2 separate regions of the Mus musculus genome follow, and region 1 is linked to region 2. The links are chromatin contacts, called in public Hi-C maps. All regions are on one chromosome and are shown on one strand. The core of a region is the stretch at or near the end of the contact, and the rest is flanking DNA. Distances in the headings are between cores, read along the strand shown. Region 1 overlaps Bmp5 (bone morphogenetic protein 5). Region 2 holds the start of Bmp5 (bone morphogenetic protein 5).

The links. Hi-C and Micro-C count contacts between places; a contact is called where the count stands out from the background.
Region 1: a contact with region 2 is called in a Hi-C map of cerebellar granule neurons, with 2.8 times the contacts expected there. The contact joins the enhancer-like site here to the promoter of Bmp5 in region 2. A contact is called at or near these places in 9 of 39 promoter capture datasets (the 3T3-L1 cell line, 3T3-L1-derived adipocytes, embryonic stem cells and 3 more), 16 of 484 Hi-C or Micro-C datasets (the AML12 cell line, the C2C12 cell line, the G1E-ER4 cell line and 8 more), 2 of 115 datasets of contacts at active chromatin or transcription factors (embryonic limb bud and fibro-adipogenic progenitors) and 2 of 9 other capture datasets (adipose tissue and liver).

What each region holds. Positions count from the first base shown.
Region 1 is chr9:75,881,900-75,885,316 of GRCm38.p6, forward strand. The region is part of intron 4 of Bmp5 (bone morphogenetic protein 5); the gene reads left to right. Among named protein-coding and RNA genes, the nearest start is that of Bmp5, 110 kb to the left of the region's middle. Within about 2 kb of position 2,087, at least 2 of the 459 cell types and tissues checked have an H3K27ac peak or open chromatin away from gene starts, as enhancers often do. A contact at or near this core is called in cerebellar granule neurons and cerebellum, where this site is marked.
Region 2 is chr9:75,773,190-75,776,653 of GRCm38.p6, forward strand. Bmp5 (bone morphogenetic protein 5) reads left to right here and starts at 2,176. Exons shown (of 7, transcript NM_007555.4): 1 at 2,176-3,393. The coding sequence starts at 2,904.

The sequences.
Region 1 (3,417 bases), core at 837-3,336, 110 kb after region 2:
TTCGGTGGAATATTCTGTAGATATCTGTTAATTCCATATGATGTATACCATTTAATTATGATATTATTTTTCATCCAGATGATTTATCTATTGGAGAACGAGAGATATTAAAGTCACCTACTATTAATAGTTTGATGTTAATCTGTTTCTTTAATTCCAGTAGTAAATTCTGTAAATGAAATTGTTTTCACCAGAACTTGGTGCATACCAAGTTGGTGCATACCAACTTGGTGCATAAATATATATATTTAGGATTGCAATGTCTTCTTAGTTAATTGCTCCCTTAAGTAGAATGAAGTGTCCTTGTCTATCTACACTGTCATGTTTCCATTTGTAGTTTAGTTTGCCAGGCATTAGGAAAGCCGTATTTGTTTGATTCCTGCTCCCGTTGTATTGGAATTCTTTCCATCCTCTCACTTTCGGGTGATGTCTACCTTTAAATCTGAGTTTCTTGGAGATAACAGAAAGGTAAAGTTTTAAAAATCCATTCAAATAGCCATTGCCTTTTGATTGGAGGGTTAAGGCCACTAATATTTAAAGCTATTATCAAAAGGTATGTGTTGGTTTTAGTCATCTTGTTTGGTTTTTGCTGGTTTTAGTCACACTTTGTGTCTGAGTAATTAAGGGAATTTCTATAGTCTCTTGATTTTGCTTACTCCTTTCTTCTGTCCAAAGTACTTCTTCCACATTTTACTTCGAGTTGCCTGATGGTTATGAATATCTTAGCCCATTTGGATCATGGAAAGCTTTTCTTTTTCCTTCAATGCTGGCATATAGTTTTTCTGGACACAGTAATCTTGACTGACAGTTGTGATATTTAGATCTTGGAATACATTGCTTCAGGTTCTTCTGGGTTTAAAAGTTTCCACTGAGGAATTAGCTGTGTTTTTCTAGTAGGTTTTTCCTCTATATGCGATTTGTGTTCTTTCTTTTGAAACTTTCAAGAATCTTTCTTGTTTTTTTTTTTTTCTTTTTTCTGTGAATTTAGTGACATAACTATGATTTACCACAGGGTTCTCTCTGGCATGCCTGTTGGGATTCTGTGTGCTTCTTGCATCTTTATGAATATTCTTTTAATTAGTTTATGGAAGTTTTTTTCTATCATCTTATTGAAGATCCAGTTTTTGCCATTGACTTGTGATTATTCTCCCTCAACTACAATTTAAAGATTTTGTCTTTTGTTGGCATCTCACATTTCCAGCATGTTCCTTTCCTATGAGTAAAAAATTAATATTCTCTCCTAGTTTGTTCTAGTTCCTCTACTTATCTTCAAGTCCTACTCTGTCTTCTACTTGGCCCATTCTACTGTTGGAATCCCTTGACTTTTCCAGTTGAGTGATTTAGTTTCTCAATTACAACTTCATTTCAGCTTGAGTTCTTGACAATGGTTTCTCTCTCTTCTGTGAATTCAGTCACTTCATTCAGACCTATGTTTGTGTTTCCTTGCAAATCCTTCAGGTACTTTCTCACTTTGAGTTTATTCTTTATAATTTTACTGAGTTGTTTATGTCTTCCTTAAATTCCTCATTTTTTGATAAAGTTTATGACTTTTCTTTAAAATTCTATATCCTGGGGTTCATCTATAATTCTCACTGGAGAACATTTCTGTAGGATTGGTGGATTTTTGGTGGGGTAGTGGAGGCGGTGTCTTTATCCTTCATATTATTTTTAATATGAGCTCTAGTCATGTGGTCTTTTGCTGTTTGTATATTTAATGTGGGCACAGCATGCCAGGCTGGGGCTTAGGATGTGCCACCTGGTCTAAACCTGGAGCCTTGGAAAGATATATTTCAAGCTCATCAGGCTGGTTCAGGCTCTTGTGATTTCAGGTCTTAAAATTAAGTAATATACAGGCAGGATAGGGTCAGGCAGACTCACCAGGCTTGCCCCATATACAGGATGTGTGGGCCTGGCTGAGCCTGAAGAGGGGACTGGCACAAATCCCTCAGAACTGGGAGGTCAGAACTGGGAGAAGTTGTGAAGGGGAGTATAGATATGTTGCATGTGTCTTCATGCAGTGTGGCCTGTCCTGAAGGTCTGGGTCTGGTGATTTATAAAGTGGGGTATGGAGCCCCAGGAGAAGGTCAAGATTCTTGGCAATCTGTGGGCGTCCCGGGGTTGGGCACATGACTCCATCTGTAGACCCACCTGTACATCAACAGCAGAATTATGTCCATTTTATTTAATCTCCCAAGGGCTGCCAGTCAATATTTTTAAAGCTATAAACATCATTTCTTAGACCTTCTTCCTGCAGCTTACGCTGCCAACTATTGAGAGTGAACCTAACTACAGATTTTGCTGATTTGGGTAAAATATTTACTTCACTGAGTGCCCATTAATTTTTATTTCTGACAGAATAAGCATACAGGTATAACTCTCCATGACATCAGACTCTTGGAACAAGAATCCATTATAAATTTAATTGCTCATTACCTTTTTGTAATAGTATATATATATATATATATATATATACACATCTATATATATATATATATGAATAAAAATGTGTGTATACATATGTGTATATATATCACTTACTTTTAATGAAACTATTAATGAAATGAGATATTTGGGCTTTTAAATTTTATTTATTTTCCTTTTTATAAACATGGAATTCTAATAACCATACATGTAGTTTATATTTATCATCTATTTTCTGTCTGTCTGTCTGTCTGTCTATTTATCATCTATTATCTATCTATCTATCTATCTATCTATCTATCTATCTATCTATCTATCAATGTGTGTATGTAATATATTCATTTTATATTTATGGTTAAAACATACTCATTCACTGCCTCAATAAAACTGTTGTATTATTCAGATTAAGGAAGAAGTTTCCCTGAAAATGAGAGGACAGAAACTGAAACAAAATTTTCTTTATTTCTCACTATTAACATATATTTATTCAATCATTACATAAGGGGGAAATTATACTATCTCATTTTTTAAACTGATATCAAACAAATAATCATTTGAAATAATTATAAAGATAACAGAGTCACCATTTGGTTTCTGGTTCGAGACTCTTTTATTTGCAATTCAGTCATTAAGTTGGAAGGTGAAATAGTGACACGAAATTTCTTTGAAGGATATTATCTATTTCTCATTCATTTCCCTCTTTCTCATTGGAAATAATACAAAGATTTTAGAATGTTATTTCTAAAGAGTGGGGGAGGATTCCAGAGACAACACAGGAAATGTTTTGTAAAGTTTTACATTTAAAATGCGTTTTGCTATATTTCAGATGCAAAATAGAATTTTATATTTACATTTAATTTATTAAAACAATTATACAAATTTTAACATCTAAAAAATATATTGCAAAATATGTAATAAAAATAATGTATCTGTGAAATTATTCATGGAAAACTGTAGGGAATAAGTACATTAATTCACCAAATATTTATGAAATAT
Region 2 (3,464 bases), core at 926-3,425:
GGTGTGTGACTCTGCAGCGTGTTCAATCCCTTGTATAATACATACTCAGAAGTGTGCTTTTTTTTTTCCCCCTAATTTGTAGGTACAAAATCTACCCTATCTTTCAAGTTGCTCTCAAACACTTAGGTAGAAATCTGTCCAGGAATTGAGATGTGGTAAAGTAATTTACTCTTAATTGAAAGCAATTCTAACTTTTCATAAAGTAGCATTTCCTGTTTAGTCTTAGGAGTTTTTTTTCTTATTTTTTTTTTCTCCTCATCAATCATTTGAAAAATCAATGTGGGCTAAATCTAGTCTGTATTAGGGGTAGAGTAGATACTAAAATCTGACCAAGCCTGCTAGCAACTTATTGCCAATACAATGGAAGGCTATATATGTCTGGGTAAGCAATTACATTACAATTATACTGATTGGTATTTTAAATTATGGTTCAGGAAAACAGTTTTTGAGAAATGACGTCAGTTTTATTTTTATTTTTCAAGTATGTTAAAAGATAGATACATATGTAATAAGAACTGCTTCTACCTTTAGTGAAGCTGATTTTACTCTGTAGCCCCACCGTGCTCTTGAGACATAAAGCAAATTCACAGCTTGCAAAATGTATTTTAAAACCCGGAGGTTTTCCATAGCCTACTTGATATATTTTATAAACACAAAAGAGTAATCGATCTGAATCTGTACTGATGACCAAAATTTGGTGTTTGGTTTGGATGCTAAGTAAAAAAAATCTCAGGGATGTTAGAAGTTCAAACTTCTGCTTATTGCAGTGGTATCTGGTCCCTGAAAATCTTCATGGCTGCTCTTCCTTGTGATATCTCTTTTACAACAATGCTCCCTGAGTGTAGTCTCTGAGCTGCTGTTCTGACTGCAGTGGCATCCTGTAATGATGCAGAATTTTCAGTGAGGGAAAACATTCAACTGCACTCTCAAGTTTTCCTAGTGATCTGTACAAGAGAAATGACGTATCCCTCCAGAACCGGAAGCCCCCTCAGTGTCTTGCATTCACTGATGAACTGAAGACCATGAGAAATATGACTGTTTCATTCACTCAGAGGAAATACGTTAAAAGAAATTAAACAAGGAATGAGACACCTCTCGGAAAAGAAAAATAAAACATTAGAATTTCACCACAGTTCTAGAATTCACTGGATAAATTTACCTTGCTATCGGAATGCTGTCCCAGACAATGAAAGCACTGTAAATGCTAAGGTTAAATGCGTGCCTGAGAGGAAAATTATAGCAGGCAGAGAAACATTGCAGACTTCCAAATTTTAAAGGCATTAACCATTAAGGATAAACACATACTTCGCTCATTTCCTCAGATTAGGTATGGCATTTTAGAAAGGTGCACACTTTCTCTATTCTACCCATCAAAATTCAGAAATTCCACTTCCAATTTGTGTGTAGTCACGCAGGGTACCTGATCTTTAGCAAACAAACTGGTGTTTATTTGTACAACTTAAAACAAATCAAAGTACTGAGTGCACTTAGTAATAAATATCTTGTAGTAAGCATGACTACATTTCGGTGGTGATGGAGTAAAAGTTAAGGAAGATAATACTATAAATGAGATATTTCTATTTCAACTATTGATATAGTCAGAAATAAATATTATTTCTGCTTAAATCTTTTCTACAGATAATTAAGTTGGAGCTATCTAATTCTTATCCCTGAATTACAAGTGCTCTTTCTTTGGAATCGAATATATTTACTAATAATTCATTGTCTACTTTTTCTTACTTTAAAATAGCCAGTTGTCGTTAAGAATCAATAAATTTATTCCAATTTTAAAAATTGTCTTTTCAGTTTTTAAGAAGTAAATTTTAATGACTTTCAAAAGCTAGAAATAATCTCAAGTATGGCACTGAGTCATACCAAGTTAATTTGCTACAACCTGAGACTTAATATAGAAGTGTATTAAATGCATTCCATCAAAAAGCCTAAAACATTTCTGTATGGCTGGGTGGCAACGTTTTCAGCCTGTTACTTGAAAACTGGCTTTTATCCTCCCTGGAACGCGTACACCCCATAGATCACTGTTGTCTGTTACATGCATGGCCATAAAATTGCGAAAATGGAGGCTTTTCTGGTAGCAAAAGGGTTAACTTCTTTTTGCTTTACCAGTTTCAAATTACAAGGAGAAGCCTCTTCTTTCCCAGCAGGGCTGTGCTTACATTTCTCCTTAGATCTCTCTTGAAGAGGGCTGGTATATTTGTGCCTGCTGGAGGTGGAATTAACTGTAAGAAGGGGGGAAGAGATTGAATGGATTTACAGGGAGGATTGCAAGTAAATTCAGGGAAACACATTTACTTGAACACTATAACCTTGGGTCTTGTTTTACACTAAGACCATACAAAAGATGTTCAAGTTATCACTAGGCTGCCGGACAAATCTAATTCCAACACCAAGGTGCAGATCAGCGTAGATCTGTGATTCAGACCTCAGGATTTGCTTTGGAAAGAGTTCAAGTGTTGAGAAGAAGTCAGAGCAAGTGAAGAGAACTTGGGAGCTACAGTCTATCAGAAGACCAGCTTTCGTCAGTTCAAATACCAAAGGCCTGATTAGCATAAATTCACATAGGAATGCATAGGTTATTTGATCAAATAATTTTAACCAGCTTTTGCTACATCAACCTCTCAAAAGTTCTTAACAACTGTGGATAATTAGAAATCTGAATTTCAACTTTCTAAGGAATAACTACTCTTGACGTGTTCTAAAATATTTAAAGCAGGAGAAGAAGATGGACTGAGGGCGCGGTGTTCAGAAATATCACTGTCATGAAGAACAGGTAAATTTGTTTTTACATCTCCTGGTGAAGTATACTTCCAAGGAACCTGGATTATTATTTTTTTTCCAAGTGGACAAGAAGGATTAAAAATATCGACTTTTGCTTTTGCACAAAAATGCATTGGACTGTATTTTTACTTAGGGGTATTGTGGGCTTCCTCTGGAGCGGCTGGGTTCAAGTGGGTTATGCAAAAGGAGGCTTGGGAGACAATCACGTTCACTCCAGTTTTATTTATAGAAGGCTACGGAACCATGAGAGACGGGAAATACAGAGGGAAATTCTGTCTATTTTGGGTTTGCCTCACAGACCCAGGCCCTTTTCACCAGGGAAACAAGCATCTTCTGCCCCCCTCTTTATGCTGGATCTCTACAATGCCATGGCTAGCGAAGACAACCCTGAGGAGTCGGAGTATTTGGTGAGGGTGTCCCTGGCTGGAGAGGCCAAAGAGACAAGAAAGGGATACCCAGCCTCTCCCAATGGGTATGCGCATCGTCTGCACTTACCACCAAGGACTCCTCTGACTACCCAGAGCCCACCTCTTGCCAGCCTACATGATACCAACTTTCTGAATGATGCTGACATGGTCATGAGCTTTGTCAACTTAGGTATGTTATTCGTTTATTTGTTCATCTGTGTTAGTATAAAGAGGAAGTTTTTCTAATGTTAAAGTAGCCTC